Regions from separate parts of the Mus musculus genome. Here region 1 is linked to region 2. The links are chromatin contacts, called in public promoter capture Hi-C maps. All regions are on one chromosome and are shown on one strand. Each heading gives the region's core, a stretch centred on a gene start, on an enhancer-like site or on the middle of the called end of the contact. The rest is flanking DNA. Distances are from core to core; before and after follow the strand shown.

Evidence for each region. Promoter capture Hi-C pulls out the DNA fragments that hold promoters and counts their contacts.
Region 1: a contact with region 2 is called in a promoter capture Hi-C map of stem cell-derived epiblast-like cells, with 2.6 times the contacts expected there. The contact joins the promoter of Cbln4 here to the enhancer-like site in region 2. A contact is called at or near these places in 5 of 39 promoter capture datasets (cranial neural crest, epiblast stem cells, maxillary cranial neural crest and 2 more), 2 of 484 Hi-C or Micro-C datasets (embryonic stem cells and nephron progenitors), 2 of 115 datasets of contacts at active chromatin or transcription factors (both in embryonic stem cells) and 3 of 9 other capture datasets (adipose tissue, embryonic stem cells and liver).

Annotation. Positions count from the first base shown.
Region 1 is chr2:172,042,070-172,044,769 of GRCm38.p6, forward strand. Cbln4 (cerebellin 4 precursor protein) reads right to left here and starts at 1,397. Exons shown (of 3, transcript NM_175631.3): 1 at 1-1,397. The coding sequence starts at 229.
Region 2 is chr2:171,878,074-171,880,773 of GRCm38.p6, forward strand. No RefSeq gene overlaps it. Among named protein-coding and RNA genes, the nearest start is that of Gm35580, 39 kb to the left of the region's middle. Within about 2 kb of position 1,353, at least 11 of the 459 cell types and tissues checked have an H3K27ac peak or open chromatin away from gene starts, as enhancers often do. A contact at or near this core is called in embryonic stem cells, epiblast stem cells and stem cell-derived epiblast-like cells, where this site is marked.

The DNA of each region.
Region 1 (2,700 bases), core at 147-2,646, 160 kb after region 2:
TGGTGCTCCGAACCGCCGAAAAAGCCACCTTGGAGTTTGCTGCCCGGACCGATATCCCCAGAGGGGAAGATGATGATCCCTTGGAGTCTGTAGCTGGGTTCGAGTCGCACACCACCAGACACTTGCCCTCCAGAACGATCGGTTCCGTGTCATTCTGTGCCCAGACAGGCAGCACTAGAATCAGCAGAACGGCTGGTACCACGGACAGCGCCCGGCGCGCGGAGCCCATGGTGAGCCGCGTGCGCAAGCGGCAGCCTGGCGCTTCTGCTCCCAGGCGGCGCCTGCTACCCCGGGATCCGGGAGCTCGGGAAGACGCCAGTGGCTAGATCGACAGCGCTGCAGGAACAGCGGCGGCGGCGGCAGCAGCGGCGCGCGCACTTCCACCAATTCTCAGGACTGAAGTCTCCCTTCGAACTGGCTGGCTGGCTCTGTTACCTTTGTCCTTTAAGGAGCTCATGCAGAACTCCTACCCTAACTCCTCCACCCCCAAATCAGTTTTGCCTGGGGCCACGGCACCCACACTTGTCCCTTGACATCTAAAAAGTCTCCAGACCCTCTCAGTCACACCTCAAAAGAACAAAATAAATTCTCACCCCGAACCCAAGCACTCCTGGTGAAGCACAGAGCTGAAGACACAGAGGGGACTCCGCGAGTAAACGCTAGCAAAGGTGGCTAGTGCCGAGCGGTGCGGGTGTCGGTCCTGTCCGAGGGACTCTGGTTGGCGCAGGAACAAATTACAGAGGCAGGAGGTGTTTCCGGGGATGAGAAGAATGCCAGGTTATGTCCATGGCTAGGATGCTAGCGACTTCCACTTGCGCTTGGTCAAAAATTCCCCCAAAGCCCGGTGTCACTCCGACGCAGGTAGGCGGCAGCTGAGTGCCCGTCGCCAAAAGCAGTTCTAAGGTGCAGGGCGCCTACTGCCCTGGGTTCCCGCGTCCCTGCGCACAACTTTGTGTCTCAGCGTGCAGTGCAGCCGGAGGGACAGCGCCGAGAGGGCACCCGCGCGCTATTTATAGGAGTGCTGCCTGCAGATGGCTTTGGCTCGCCCGCTCATCCCGTGGATCCCCGGAAAGCAGAAAAGGCGTCCGTTGACCCCAGCGGAGCAGCGCCTGTGTGACGTTGAACGCACCCGGACAGAGCGGGACGCACGGCGCTGCCGGCTGCCAAGGTCTGAGGTCACTTGATCCCCCCGAAATCGCACTTTGTGTACCCAGAGGATGATGCTCACCTGCCTGCACCTGCCAGGGGTCCGCGGCTGCTCGCCGCCAGCTCCACCTGGACCCGCAGAGGGAGTTGTGGGTCCCCTCACCCTGCCCTGCGCAAGACTCTCTGAACCGAACGTGGCGCTGCCAGCTCAGATGTGGAGATGGAAGGACCTCGGCGAATCTGCGCGGTTTGCTATCTGACGCTAAGAGGACCAGCCAGTGTCCCCCAACTGCGCCTGGTCAGGAGCTTGTCCCACGTAACCCTCGAGCCTGGAGAGCCCAGAAAAGCCCGGGGGCAGTTCTGTGCCCTGGGCGGGGCGGGTGTGGAGGAGGCGCCTGTTTTTTTTTCTTCTGCTCAAGAGGATGAGCCTCGGAACCCACTGGGGCTCGCCTTCTCACGCTGTGCAGCCATCCCAATCAGGGGCAGGAACAATCATAGTGAACAGTATCCCTTAAATGTAACAATTAAAATGCACACCCCGAGAGTACTGCACCCTCTCCCTCTTTGATGTTCCTCCCCTGTGCACTCCACTGCCATCTTGGCCTCTGACTGGCAACTTATTTTCCTTTTCGGAAGCCACGGAAGGGAAGCGGGGAAGCAGAGCTTGGCTTTGGAGTTGGCTGCATGAACCTGACCAAGACCTTAATGAGTGGCCAATACTACCCAAACTAAGGGCCCCGGCTTTCTGGTTCAGTATTCTTTGGGGTCAGGACACTCCCAAATTCCTTGTTGACTTCTCTTGACTTCAGCTGCAGGAGAACAGTGCAGCTATTCTCTAATCAAAACAACGTCCCTGTGGAAGCCACCAGCCACTCAGACCTCCTGATTAGTACGTACTGGTTGCAAATTGTTTAGAGGTTGAGTCATGTCCTTGGGTCAGATTAAGCTTCCCAGATGGTCCTGTGCGTTCTTGGAATGGCGTTCGAGCTCTTCCTCTGCAGAATCCAGACAGACCTACATCTTTAGTCTGATCTCCTAAGGTTCTCCAAGGGAATGTGTGCCGCAAGCTCATGCTGAAATTCCAAGTATTAAGATACAAGATGCCCCTAGGGTTGATCCTTAGCCCCAACTTCTTATAGTGATATAAAGATGTGCTGTCTGGAAACACAGTTGAGGGAGGTAGTCAGTGCAGCTTGTGAGTTGCTGGGGCTCTGGGGCTATGCTATTTGTAACAATGTTGCATATCTTTCATCGAAGCTCTAAAAAAAAAACAGAAAAGCTTGCCAGGCCTTTAGGAGAGTGCCACCTTGACACCACCGTAAACTTCATATAGTTTCTCATCTGACCTTTTCTGATGTCCTTATTCAAACACTGATCACTAGTCATTGCAGTGCCTGTGGCACTTCCGTGGTGTGTGTGGGTGTGGGTGTGTATACATATGTGTGCATGTGTGTGCAAATGTATGTGTATGTGTGTGTAAATGTATATGCACATATGTATGTGTGTATGTATGTGTACATGTATATGTCTATGCATGTTCTATTGTGTGTGCAT
Region 2 (2,700 bases), core at 103-2,602:
GTCAAGGAAAAAAATTAGAAAAATAGAAACTATAACAGATATTCCATCCTCAGGGATCCATCATGGGCACCTTTTTGTGAGGAATGGATGACACCAGGAACTGCCAGCTTTTCTTAATGATAATATAAGGCCCTGGCATCCAAAAGTCAAAACTATGAGTATAAAAGAAGTGACAACATTGTCCCTTTAAATTGAGGGTTTTATTGTTGTTGTTGCTGATGTTGCAATTGTTGTTATCGTTTTTATGAATAGACACACAATGGTGGATTCTAAGGGAAAAAATATGAATTCAGCAGGAAAGTCAATGATTAAAACAAGGAAGTTGAAGTAAAAGCAGAAAACAGTTGATCTGCTTGCCCATTCTTTGCTTCTAAATGAACATAGTGAGCCTTTCTGTTAAAGACCAAAGGAAAGGTACAGTCCTGCAGACATTATTTGAGTCTCATGGCCACTGGCAAGCATGGAGTGTCTTTATTAGGAGAGTTCATCACTGCTTACTCAATAGACAGATACTCCCTGTGGCCGTCTATTGTAACCATTTCTAGGAAAGTTCCCTTACTGTGTCTCCACACATGTCGATAGCTTTCATTATCCATAAATCAAGACAACACTGCTTTCATCAGAGTTTTAGGCCATTCCTGTTAATCAATATGAAAACCAAAAGATTAATGTCCCTTAGGTTTCTTCTTCCCGTGTACAATGAAGACATTGCAACTAGGATTGACTCAGACCATCTTCTTCTAAGGCTTCTCACTAAGACAGATTGGAAGTTACTTGTAGCTCATTGTCAGATTTACCACCACCACCATTATCACCTTCACTATCACCACTACCATTATCACCACCACCACCATTATCACCATTACCACCACCATCACTACCACCACCACCACCAACAACAACAACTGCCATGGACCGGGCTCAGTGGGCCCTCCTCAATCTGTGCAAATCATTGTCTCAGACAGATGGGCATAGAGCCGGCAGGAATGGGGCTGACAAACAGACGCGACAGGAGAGAGTGTGTGTTGAATCTGAGTGTAATGTCCAAATAGAAAACAGACTTTTTTATACAGAAGAAAAAAACAAGAAAAGCCAGGCGGGACACATGCCAAGTTACAGTGACACAAAACAAAAGGAATGCATACATCAAAAGATGGAGGGGGACCAGGCCATTTAGAATGGAGCCAGGTGTAATGCTAGTCTATTGTTAAACCCACCACCAGGGGTTCTTAGTAAATACCTGATTATGTTGTTCCTTTGGGCCTAGTGAAGAAACCTGTCCCAGGGGGATTCCCTAACGCTTTCATGGTTAACCCATCAATTCACCTATTCACTAGGCCATTGTGTATTCCCTTGTTTGGTTGAGACTCGGCTATTGTCCTAAGTAATCACTCTGCAGACCAGCCCGGATCTATTCTAGCTCTGTTCTTTGTAATGCCTAATTAGTTTCACTGTCTCTACTAGGATTTTCTAGGACTTTGGAACTTTGGTGGAGGCTTACCTATGTCAAAATTCAATCTTTAATGGCACTTATAATAAAACAATACTGAAAGAGAGCATACACCATACTAATGCGGGGACAGGGTTTGAGTATACGGGCTATGAGAATGCCAAGGTTCCAGGAGGCTGAGTTTCCTTGGAACTCTTTGCCTCGTGACTGCCTCCAGGCCTTTCGACCCCAACAGGCAGACTTCACTGGAGTGGGCGTAGCAACCAACACCACCTTCATGTATTAGTACTTACTGTTTCTACAAACCTAACTTTTCATATGGACCTTTGAGCACATCTGATTTTAGAGTTGATAATTCTTCAGAGGTCATGTGAATGGTTTCATTGTACTTTAGAAGAGTAAACCCTTTCATTGTGATCTCTTTCAATGGATAGCAGACAACCTCATGAGAATCTTGACAACATCATGATAACTCATGGGACAGAAGATGGATCTGAAGCAAAACCAAGGCCTGAGTGACTAACCCTGTGAAGTCAGAGGACACTAAACAGATCAAGGTTGACTAACTCTCAGAAGCCACTAGCAGAAGCAAGGACATGAGAGACATGTGACTCCCTGTGAAGCCACCCAGAAATCAGGAGACATGGGTGACCAAGTGTCGGAAGCCATGTGTCTTTGCTGTGTCGATGTTTTGAGACATGGCCTTTAATCATTGCAGTCAAAGTACCTGGCCCATCATCTAAACCCATACAATGCTCATTTTATTAAGGAGCACATTGTCCTGCTGAGTCTCTCATCTTCTCATCTCAGCAGTCCTCTGAGAGCACAGACCTCATTTAGTCCACAGTGAATATTAAACCTAATTCAAACATCATCTTCTTGAAGCTTTGCCAGAGCCTTCACAAATGTCTGGCTCCCTTTAGCTTTTAAGATATGTTCATGATATTCATTAATTTAAAGATCATCCATAATTATTCATGAATGAATCAATAAGTGAAGAAACACATAAGCAAACCACTGTTTGTAGATGACTCCACATTTTTCTTCACCTAGGCCTTCCTATATTTATCTACCATAATGCCAAAAATCTTCTGGATAATGACTGCCTTCTGTCATTTAAAATACAAGGTCCAGGCTGGAGAGGAGGCTCAGTGGTTAAGAAAGACCATTGCTCTTGCAGAGCACCCATATCAGATAACTCACAACTTATCTATAAAAAATACAAATTTTAAAGCATTTTGGACTTTATT